2 separate regions of the Sus scrofa genome follow, and region 1 is linked to region 2. Evidence: chromatin contacts called from public Hi-C data. All regions are on one chromosome and are shown on one strand. The core of a region is the stretch at or near the end of the contact, and the rest is flanking DNA. Distances in the headings are between cores, read along the strand shown.

Region 1 (6,233 bases), core at 2,938-5,437, 170 kb after region 2:
CCTATTGTGTAATTATTTTACACAAGAGGAAAGAAGTGTGGATATTTACTTTTTAAGTAGTTTTTTATAAATATTAATGTTTTAAAGGAATTTTTATATTTTAAATTGCTCTGTATTCATATTAGAATATTATTCTATATTTGGTATGCTTTTAATAGAATTAAAAATTTTAAAACTATTTGGCCACTGTCATGCATTGCTGGCTTAAAAGTTTTTGGGTTTTTTTGGCTGTGCCCATAAAACATGGAATTTCCCAGGCTAGGGATCAAACCTGAACCACAGAAGTAACCTGGATCGCAGCAGTGGCAACACCAAATCCTTAACTCGCTGAGCCACAAGGGAACCCCATGCTAACTTGTACATTTGTATAACATGTTTGAAAAGTAATCTAGCAATATGATATACTTTGTTGATTTGAAGATATGCTTGCCTTTAAGATGAAACTTTATTTGTCATGAAGAAAAATAAAACTTGGTCATACACCTAGCACAATGTTTTCTTTTTTTTTTTTTTTTTTTTTTTTTTTGTCTTTTTTCTTTTTGTCTTTTTGTTGTTGTTGCTATCTCTTGGGCCGCTTCCGCGGCATATGGAGGTTCCCAGGCTAGGGGTTGAATCAGAGCTGTAGCCACCGGCCTACGCCAGAGCCACAGCAACGCGGGATCCGAGCCGCGTCTGCAACCTACACCACAGCTCACTGCAACGCCGGATCGTTAACCCACTGAGCAAGGGCAGGGACCGAACCCGCAACCTCATGGTTCCTAGTCGGATTCGTTAACCACTGCGCCACGACGGGAACTCCACAATGTTTTCTTTATTCTTATTGAAGTGTTTTAGACTTCTTAAGACATGAAATTTTATTATTTATAATTCTAGTACATGGAAAGAAAAAGAGCAGACTTCTTTATATTCAAAATCCAACTTTTTCATGTTACTCTTTCTCTGGGAGCTATGTCCATGTTTTTCTACATAATTTGTCTTCTGTGCCATCAAAGTTAAAATGTTATGTTCTCCCTTCAGTGTGAGCTCCCAGTGGCTAAAACCCATTTTGTAAATCTTGAGAAATGTGCTTTCTTCATATTTCCAGAAGGTGTCAATGAAAAGTTTTTGGAGAATACTCAGGACTCATTTCGTCTTCAAATGATCCCTAGCAGGCTTTTTGACTGAAGTGAGAAGGGTCACAGTGCTCCAGGTATTGTCACCAGGTATAACCACTAGGTTCACACATATATAGAGAGTGACAACCAGGTCAGTGACTGATGTCTGGCAGACGGTGATATTTAACACTGTGGATTGCATGTTTTCTTCTGATATCAGAGATATTAAAATGTGAAAAAATGTGCATTGTAGAACCAATGAAATATTGTTTGCAATGGTGAGAAAATTTTAACTGATTATGTCTTTTGATCCTCTTGCTTGCAAAAATTCTGTTGCTAGAAATCTAGCTTGAATAAATAATAATGAAAGCAGAAAATTCTATGTAAAAGATGTTCACAACAATGTTATTTATACTGTGAAAATTAAAATATTCTCTATTTCTGGCTACAGAGGAATAGTTTAAAAAATGCACAGTAGGATTTCAATTTTATACACATAACATAAATGCCCAAAATTTATGTTTGGAAAAAATAGGAAGAAAAAATATCCAAATGCTTTGGGCTTTGTTTTTGCTATTTACCCTTTGCATATTGAATCATATATTTTTAAATTTTATTTCTACATTTTCTAAAAGTATATACTACTTAGTTGTGTTATTGATTTAATATTATTTGATATTTTATTTTTACTAATGAATGTCACAACCTTATATTGTATAAAATAGTTTTAACTATTATATTTTTCTTCTTATTATATGTTACAAGCATTTTGGTCATTTTAAAACACCTTATTTTGGAAAATATTTGACAGAATGTTTAATCTGTCTATTCCTTTCCAAGATCTTTAGCTGACCACAAACTGTAAATCTTTTTTTTTTTTTTTTTCTTTTTATAGGACTGCTCCTGCAGCATATGGATTTCCCAGGCTGGGTCTAATCAGAGCTGTAGCTGCCAGCCTATGCCAGAGCAACAGCAACATGGAATCTGAGCCGCATCTGTGACCTACACCACAGCTCACAGCAATGCCAGATCCTTTACCCACTGATTGAGGCCAGGGATTGAACCCGAAACCTCATGGTTCCTAGTTGGATTCGTTAACAAGTGAGCCACAACGGGAACTCCACAAACTAATTCTTTCAGAAACTCAGAATATAGCATTTCAGTTTGAAAGCACTACTGCAAATTAGTTAGTTCAGCTGCCTGTTTAGTTCCAAGCATTTTTCTGTCTCCTCGGTGATCTGGAAATAGCAAGGCATGTTGTCACTGAAGTATCAGCTGCTTAGGCTAAGTTTGTACCCTTAAACTATATTTTACAAAAACAGCACCCAGATATTTCAGATAATCCTGATTTCAAATCTGTTCTTTTATCTCCATAAGAACACTTGTCTTGTTTTCTGGCTTTTAAATTCCAAGTCCAAAAATCATTGAAAGGGAAAGAAGTATGACATTTGCTCCAAAAATCAAGATAGCTATTACCTATCTTGGCTTTGGGCAATGATAGTTTCCAGAACATTAATCACACCCATATCCAAACAGAGATAAAGAAACACTTTCCAAAGTTTAAGAAAAATTTTCTTATTTTGACACTCTATTATTTACACTAATGTTGCTCCCTATAGTATCTGAATTAGCTAAACAATAGTATTTTTTACATAAACTAAGTTAAGGAAAGTAAGTTGAAGTCATTGTGGTATTAAAATATGGAGACAGTTTGTTTTCTCATCCCAGTTTAGGTGATATTGGGAAGGTTATTTGCATTCCCCAATGCTTGATTTGCCTGATGGTAAAATTTATAAAATGATAATATTTACTAGAGGAAATAGCATGCCTTTGGGTGGATCACTACACTTTGCTTCAACAAGAGCTTAGTAAAACATCACATGTTTATAATTTTGATAAATTGATATACTTTATATACTTTTGTTATTTCACTTCTGATCTAGAAATACTACACAAGGTATAATCCTTCCTGGTTTTGTGAATCTTCACAGTGTGCTGTGCTATGAAAGAGAAACATGCCTTATGAGCTAGATAAAAGTTTCCATACTGGTTTTGCCAAGAAAATGCTTGAGGACTCTGTGTGTGCTATTGCAGTTGCTGTGAAGTCAATGGCACTTGTAAATATTATGGTCAGGGCAGGGTCTTGATTATAGAAACTGTTACTTCATAACTCAACATGTAGTGTTGCCTTTCAATATATGAGATTATAATCCTTGATAATATTTCTTTTATTTTGTTTTATTTTTCATCTTTTTAGGGCCACACCCATGGGATATGGAGGTTCCCAGGCTGGGGATCAAATCAGAGCTACAGTTGCCAGCCTACACCACGCCACAGCAACAAGGGATCTGAGCCCCCGTGTCTTCGACCTACACCACAGCTCATGGCAACATAGGATCCTTAACCCACTGAGCAAGGCCAGGGATCGAACCCGTGTACTCATGGATACTAGTCAGATTTGTTTCTGCTGAGTCATGGTGGGAACTCCCCTTGATAATATTTCATATTGAGTCTCAGATGTGAAATTTATGATAGTTTGTGTCATGGAAGTAAAATTATATTATGCAGTTTTTATTTGCAATAAATACTGTTATTATACAAACTTCCATACCAAATTTCTTTCTATTTTACCTCTTGTTTACCTTTGACTGGAATACAGGCTTTTCCCAAGTGTTCTACTACTAACAATAGAATGAAAAGAATAGCCATGAACAAACTGCTGCTGAGTAAACTATGTTTCGTGACATAATGAGTGTCAAAAATCATTCTTTGTCTTTCCATTTATTAAATAAGGCACTTACAGTCAGACCTTATCCAAGTCAAATCATTCCCAGTAGGAAAAAACCTTGTAAAAGGAATAATAAAATACTTGGGTTTGCAAAATTATTTTAAAATCTTATTTTAGGTGTCTATTGACATTGGCCTGTGTTCACATGAATCTATTTCAAAGGATTTCATGTCTATCCCTCCTGTTGCCCACCTCCCTCCCCCAACAAAAAATGTTAAGAAATCGGTCCCATCTGAATAGGGGCCCTGTCTGACTCTGGGAGTTGACTTTCTGAGTCAGCAGAACCAAGGTCATTTATCTGGAAGTGATGTTGCCAGTGTTGGCAGCCTGAACCGAGAGGCCTGAACGAACTTCAGAGTCTGATTATACCAAAGACAAAGGATTGTTGGCATCATCATTTCCCTGAACAAGCAACAAGTGGGCATTCCATTCCAGGGTGGAACTGGGTGACCTCATGATCCTTCCCCAACTGTGAGAAAGTTACTTTTAGCTCAGCTATTAGGAAACAAAGAAAGGTTTATATTTTGTGAAAACTGTAGCCTGAGGAGTTTTTTTTTTTTTCCCCAGGACTTTTGTCGATTGAGAAAAACTTAAAAAAAAAATGCTTTGTTTGAAATATTAGATATTTCTGAATATTCAACAAATTCAAAAATTAATTTTTTTAAACATTCATTGAGGCAATTTGTCAGGTACTAGAGATACAAAAATGATTAAGACTTGGTGTCCTCAAGGAATATACATTTTAGTGAACTGTATGAAAATATACCTATTTTATGTATAAGATAAATTAATCCCTCTGATCACTACCTGAAGAGAAGATCTGGGGCTGTCCTTATCTTGTTTTTAAGTCTTAGTTTCTTCATCTATAAAATGAAGACCATACCGGTCTTTATTTTATTTTATTTTTGTCTTTTTGCCATTTCTTGGACCGCTCCCACAGCACATGGAGGTTCCCAGGCTAGGGGTCTGATCGGAGCTGTAGCCACTGGCCTACGCCAGAGCCACAGCAATGTGGGATCCGAGCCACATCTGCAACCTACACCACAGCTCACGGCAAAGCTGGATCCTTAACCCACTGAGCAAGGCCAGGGATCGAACCCACAACCTCATGGCTCCTAGTTGGATTCGTTAACCACTGAGCCACGACGGGAACTCCCCATTACCAGTCTTATTTTAAAAGTAACTGAGTTCCTGTTGTGGCTCAGTGGGTTAGGAACCCAAATTGTATCCATGAAGATACAGGTTCGATCCCTGGCCTTGCTCAGTGGATTAAGGATTCAGCCTTGCCCCAAGCTGTGGTGTAGGTCACAGATGTGGTTTCGATCCAGAATTGCTGTGGCTGTCATGTAGCCTGGAAGCTGCAGCTCTGATTCGACCCCTAGCCTGGGAAATTTCATATGCTGCAGGTGCAGTCCTAAAAAGAAAAAGAAAAAAATAGAAAAAAAGAAAAAAGAAAAGAAAAAAAGAAAGAAAAAGTTACTGAGAGGGGATGAAATTATTATCTATCTGAAAGTATTAAAAAATCTTTTACTAATATCTCTCAATTTGTCAATGACTGGAATTTATATTACCTTGGGTAAGATGTTTGTTAAAAGGAGAGATTCTTATGTGCTGGGGGTTTGGGATGGAAATACTATAAAATTTGGTTATGATGATCATTGTACAACTATAAATGTAATAAAATTCATTCAGTAATAAAGAAAATAGTACACCACTAAAAAAAAAAAAAAAAGAAAAAAAAAGGACAAGTCCCTGGGCTCCATCCCAGACCTGCTATATTAAAATGTTTGAGAGTGGAGCCCAGGGATTAGTATTTTAATAATGGCTCTCAAGGGATTCTTATGCACATTGAGTTGGAGAAAATTTGCTTTATTCAAATGTTTTATATAGTTCTTATTAAAATATTACATTGCACACGGCAAGGATTATCTTCAGAACTAAATTTTGGAAACAGTAAGTAACCTAGCCAAGCTTATTTAGTACATGATAGAAACAGGGCCCCAATCCAATTACCTAAAAATCTAGTTCTCTTTCCACAACATCAAGTTGTGTCTTATAGAAAAGGAATTATATAAATGAGAAGTCATTATTTTTTTCTAGTGGGATCCACAAACTACATTTCAAAACTAGCTGTGTTAATGATAGTGGTAAGGGTGGTATTTCTGTTTTGAGAAGTTGGCAGGGAAGATTCTGAGAAGCACTTATTTCCTTAAGGAGCAGGCCAAGAGACTTGCATATGTGGATCTTTTTTTTTAGGGCCGCACCCTCGGAATATGGAGGTCCCAGTTAGGGGTCTAATCAGAGCTACAGCTGCTGGCCTACACCACAACCACAGCAAAGCCAGATCTGAG
Region 2 (6,125 bases), core at 1,019-3,518:
TAAGGCTGAAAGCAGCAGACTCAATAAAAAGTCACAGTCTCTTACCCAGTTTCCTGATTTCAGCTACTTTACTAGAACCCATTTACTGAAGAAGAGGAAGAATTGCAAGGTAGGACTCTGCAACACTACGGTGAGAATATATGGTAGTAATTTCCCCACACATGCTCACTTTACCCTCAGTCCTTCCCTAAAAGGACCAATTGCCGTTTCCCTGGGAAATCATACACTGAGGAAAAAGGAATGCTTAAATATTTTGAGGATTCTTGGATATAATCATTGCTGTTATCTAGGAACCAAAGTATTATCATGGCCCACAGTTATACAGGAGTCAGATAATAAATGGAATTTTTTTCCATGTGGGGCATAAATAGGTCTACTGAGCACAGGTACCTACCTAGTGATTACTGCCCCAGTTCCCAAATGTATGATTGGAATGGACATATTTGGTAGTTAGTACAGCACCCATATCAGTCCAGTTCTTTGGCCTAAGGGGTAAGAGCTATCAAAGTAGAAAAGGCCACAGGGGAGCCTCTGAAATTGCATAGGCAAGATAGTAAATTTTAAAAAGTGTACAATTTCCAGCTATAATGTAACATACAACACAATAACTATAGGTAATGATACTGTTTTGTATATTTGAAAGTTCGTATGTGTGTGAGATATGGGGTCAGTCTTTATTTCCTCTGTAGTGTTAACTAATATCCCCAGGACCATTTATTGAAAAAAAGAAAAACTTTCTTCCATTGCTCTGAAATATCACTTTTGAAAAATCACATTACATGTGTAGAACTTTTTAAGGTCTATTTTGACACATTTGCCTATTTCCTATCCTTGTGCCAATAGAACACTGACAATAACTAACTTTATAATAATACATCTTGATATTTGGTGGTTATAAGTACTCCAGATTTATTCTTCAAAATTTCCTTGGCTATTCTCAGCCTTTGCATTTCCATATAGATTTTAGAAACTTCTTGACAATTTCCACTCAGAGTATCTTCTGAGACTTTATTGTAGTTGCATTGGATCTATAGATCAATTTTGGGAGAAATGACATCTTAACAGTCCATGAACATGGCATGTTGTCCTGCATTTATTTAGGATTTATTTTAATTTGTGTCAGTAATATTTTGTAGTCAATAATGTTCTGTATCACATCTTTGATAGATTTCTAACAAAGTATTTGATGACTGTTGGTACTATTATAATTATTTAAATATCATTTTCTACTTATTTTCTGGAATAAAGGTACACAATTGAATATTTTAGACATGGTATTCAGTGACCTTATTAAATTCACTTTTCAATTCTTTTAGATTTTCAGTGTACATTATCATGTCATTGTGAATAATGACCGGTATTTCTTCCTTTCCAATCCTTTTCCCCTTGATTGCATTGATTAGAACATCTAAAACCATGTTGAAAATAAGCAGTAAGAGCAAAAGTGTTCTTATTTCATTCCTAGTGCTGGGGAAAAGATTAAATAATTTACCTTAAATATAATGAAATCAGCAGGGTTTTTTTGTAGGTGCTCTTTATCAGATCAAGGATGTTCCCTTTATTCCTATTTTGCTGAGAATAAATGGATGGATGCTGAATTTTATCAAATGATTTTACTACAACTACCATGATCATGATTTTCCCCACTTTTTCTGTTATTCTGATGAATTACATTTATTTTCCCTCCAGTTAACATCCTCCTTTATATTTCTGAAATAAGCCCCACTTAGCCATGATTGTCCTTTTTATATACCACCTAACTCAATTCACTAATTTTGTGTATAGGGTTTTCATATTTATGTTCATAACAGAGAATGGAAATCTAGCTTTTATTTTTCTGCACCCATGGCCAAGTGGAAGTTCCCAGGTCAGGTATGGAACTTGCACCACAGCAGAGACCCAAGCCACAGCAGAGACAACGCCATATCCTTAACCCACTGAGCCACCAGGAAACTCCATTAGACAATGCTTCTGAGAACCAGAAATTATCTAATCAGAAGTATACTCTAGGGTGTTTACTTTGTAGTGTTCATCGAACAGCTTTAATTTTTTTCATTCAGAGATAAAGTAAATACTATTTAATTATGTTTAAAATTTCATTGGAGTGTAGTTGACTTACAGTTTTGTGTTAGTTTTAGGTGTACAGCAAAGTGCATCAGTTATGCACATACATGCAAGATATCCAGTTTAATACAGGTTGAGCTGTTTCTTTCCTAACCACCAGGTGGCGACCAGGCGTCCAAGTCTGATTCCCCTTTCCCTCCTCTTTTTAGGCCCGCCCGGCTCCCGGGAGCGCGCACGTCTCAGAGTCCGCGCCGACTGCGGGCGCTACGGCCACGCACGTCGGTCGCTGCGGTCACGCTGCTGCATGTCGGATCCAACCCTGAGGATCCAGGACCATGTGGAAGCTGATTCCTGCCGCGGCCTCGGCCCGAGGTAAGGGCGGAAGGGAAATGTCTAGGGACGGATTTCCCTGGAGCAGCTGCAGTAGGCAGAGGGTTTGCAGAGCGATGTTTCCGGTCCGTTCTCGCCTCTTTCGCCGCCTTCTGGGCTGTTCTTCGTTCTCGCCCTGGGAGGCCGGAGGGCTGATGCGGAAAAACGGCGCATTTGTTGTGTGGGGATCGCGCTGTTTTCCTCGGCAGCGCAGTGCTTGCGAAACAGGCTTTAAATTGGGCAGGGGAGTAGGTGTGCGGCGCTGGGCGGCCAGGGACCGCCGGGTCGGCCGCCGGGGTACTCCACGGTTAGGACCAAAGCCACTGACGGGACCAGCTGCTCTGATCCTGGCTTAGATGGTCTGCAGGATTAATCCTTAGCAGGGGTACCTGTTGTGACTCCCAGTGTTTTAGGCTTTTGAAGAAATACCCAGAATAAGTTAACCCAAGCTAGAAAACACAGTGGCAACTGATGACTCCGTTTTGAACACATTGTTTTTGTAAATAGCCACGAAGATGACTTGGGTAAATGGCAACCACGGGAAAGCGTACTTTCGGTTTTGTTTCAGAGCCTTTTTCCATTTTGTCATCAGAACAACTGAAAAAAATTGTTTTTCTTTTTTTTTATTTCTAAGAATGGAAAATGGTAATCTCATGTTAATTGCTTGCCTACTCTGTGTAAGCACTTATTAGTTCATAGATAAACAGGGTTAGCCTATGATTGGTCTTGCCTTCAGAAAGTGTACGTTATGGTTGAAAAAAAAAAAATCTCCCAAGAAATAGCAAAAAGACAAAAAAAAAAAAATCTATGTGCAGACTCAATTGACTGACAATGTCAGGAAGTGTGGAGAGGACCAAACAAATGGAAAAATACTCTAATAATATCTCATAGTATTTATAGACTTAAAAATATTATAAAGACTCAAAATAAAAATATTATAAAGATCAAGGCATTGCTGTGGACTTGGAGCATTGCAGAGATAGAACATAAACTGTGGTAGACAAGTAGGAACAGTTTCCAGGAACAGTTGTAGCCTGTGACTGTCTCCTTGTGTCCTTTAGGGTGGTAGTAGAAGTAAAATGCCACTAGTGCCAGTAGGTGGCATTCTTAAACTTTTGGAGGATATTGAATCTAATGGAAGCTATGGGGTCCATACTTCTAGGAAAAATGTGAGTAAACCTACACAGGTTTTTTGTTGAAAGAGTCCACCCTAGGTTAAGAATCTGGTTAACAAAATGTGTTCCAAATCTGGTCAAAGCTTACCTGGACTCTTTGCTACTTGTCTTGTTTATCTTCATCATTCTACAACTGCAGTGCTCCAAGACTAAACTCCAGCATACATGCTATGACTCCAACAATTTGTGATTTCCAAAATTTTTAAAAACTAATACACTCTGCCATGTTCTTAAATCTACCTTAACAGAAAAAAAAAAATTACCCAATATATGCACTTCACTTTGGTCTGGAATTTTTGTGCATTGATTGATCTACATTTTTCATTCTTTTTTTTTTTTTGCCTTTTCTAGGGCTACTCCCTCAGCATATGGAGATTCCCAGGCTAGGGGTCTGATCAGAGCTATAGCTGCTAGGCGTACCCCAGAGCCGCAGCAACGTGGGATTCAAGCCTCATCTGTGGCCTAAACCACAGCTCAGGGCAACACCAGATCCTTAACCCACTGAGTGAGGCCAGGGATCAGACCCTAAACCTCATGGTTCCTAGTCGAATTCTTTAACCACTGAGCCATGACAGGAACTCCTATTTTTTACTCTTGATCCAGTACCATACTTTACCATACTAGGTTCTAAACATACTGTTGTGATTTTGTTTTGTAATGCATTAAATTTTTAATTTGGGCAAGCATTGACAGTTTTCAATATTGTTTTCTCTTTAGACAAAAGGTTGAGCTTTCCGTCTATACAGATTTGCATCCTTCAGTGAGGCTTTACTAGAAAACACAAATTTGATTTACATGAAGTTGTTTGTCAGCATTTAGATAGCAAAATAAAAATACTTAATTGTTTGTCATACTTATAAATACATGGTTGTGTATGGATCTGTTAATTTATTTTTTTAAAAAATTCTTAGACCCATACAGACTTTTGACTGGTGTTGAGTACATTGTTGGAAGGAAAAATTGTGACATTTTAATTGAAGATGATCAATCAATCAGTCGAAATCATGCTATATTAACTGCTAACTTTTCTATAACCAACCTGGTAAGTTACTAATTTTATTTCACTAGCTTATAGTAAGGGGATTGAAATATACATGATATACCTTGGTGTATATGTAAGAGAGAGTTTGAGAGACTTTTCATTTCATAGGGCTGTTAGTTTTTTTTTTTTATTAACAAAATTAAAGAGTTGTATTTTGGTAGTGGTACCGGTGGTATTTGAAATTTGAAGTTTCTGTTTCAGTATTTTACTGTTTGCTGTAGTGATTTAGAAACTCAGGAAGTACAACGTATTTCTGTTTCTTTACTTGAACATTTATTGAGTGCTTACTGTGTGTCAATCACTGTGCCAAGCCTGAGGATAGAGCGGTGACTAGACCATCTTTAAAGAGTTTATGTAGCCAGGTGAACACTGGTATTTCCATTATATCTTAGGTTTTTGCAAGGGGAATTGATTTGTTTTAGTAGGGGAAATAGCTGTTGTATATGCCCCACAGTTTTTTTTGGTTTTTTTTGTTTTTGTTTTTGTTTTTTTTTTTGATTGTTTGTCTTTTTAGGGCTGTACCTGTGGCCTATAGAGGTTCTCAGACTAGGGGACAAATTGGAGCTGAGTCACTGGCCTACACCACAGCCACAGCAATTACAGATCCGAGCTGCATCTGAGACCTTCACCACAGCTATGGCAACACGGGATCCTTAACCCACTGAGAGAAGCCGGGGATCAAACCCGTGTCCTTGTGGATACTCACATTTGTTTCTGCTGAGCCATGACTGGAACTCCCCCAGCTCTTTTGATTGGCTTTGAGTTTGTTTGGGTGTGTTGATTCTTTTAATAAAAAGATGGGTTATAAAAGTAATACAAATGTATACAAATAGCTGTGCTCAATGGTAATGCTGGTGGTAATAAGAAGAAAAGCTGTTGTTTTGAGCAAAGACTACATTTTGGCAAATGCTGGATTTGTTCAGTGATATTTAGGTTTTGTGACTGGATTCCATTATTTTTATTTATTTATTTATTTATTATTTTTTTTTTTTAATTTTTTTTGCCTTTTAGAGTGGCCACTTGCAGCATATGGAAGTTGCCCGGCTAGGGGTCGAAATGGAGCTGTAGCTGCCAGTCACAGCCATAGCCACAGCAACTCAGGATCCAAGTCATGTCTGTGACCTACACCACAGCTCATGGCAACACCAGATCCTTAACCCACTGAGCAAGGCCAGGAATCAAACCACATCCTCATGGGTAGTAGTCTGGTTTGTAACCTGCTGAGACACAACAGGAACTCCCTGAATTCTTTTAGATATAGAAAACTATTATAGTCAAAATTCCTAAAGAAAAAATAAACTTGGTGGAAGTCAGACCCTCTAGCCTTTTCTCATTGGACTGATTTTTACTATGTGATTTTGATACTGTTAAAAAAAAAAAAAAGTAAAAACAAAAACCTGGAGTTCCCATCGTGGCGCAGCAGAAACAAATCCAACTAGGAACCATGAGGTTGCAAGTTCAATCCCTGGCCTCAC

Evidence for each region. A called contact is a pair of places that touch in the nucleus more often than the background predicts.
Region 1: a Hi-C map of embryonic fibroblasts shows a contact between it and region 2, with 2.2 times the contacts expected there. A contact is called at or near these places in 4 of 5 promoter capture datasets (fetal liver, fetal skeletal muscle, liver and 1 more), 29 of 47 Hi-C or Micro-C datasets (adipose tissue, alveolar macrophages, blood and 14 more) and 2 of 2 datasets of targeted methods (alveolar macrophages and skeletal muscle).

Annotation. Positions count from the first base shown.
Region 1 is chr4:46,952,509-46,958,741 of Sscrofa11.1, forward strand. No RefSeq gene overlaps it. Among named protein-coding and RNA genes, the nearest start is that of OSGIN2, 43 kb to the left of the region's middle.
Region 2 is chr4:46,785,396-46,791,520 of Sscrofa11.1, forward strand. NBN (nibrin) reads left to right here and starts at 2,269. Exons shown (of 15, transcript XM_021089137.1): 1 at 2,269-2,436; 2 at 4,520-4,650. The coding sequence starts at 2,400.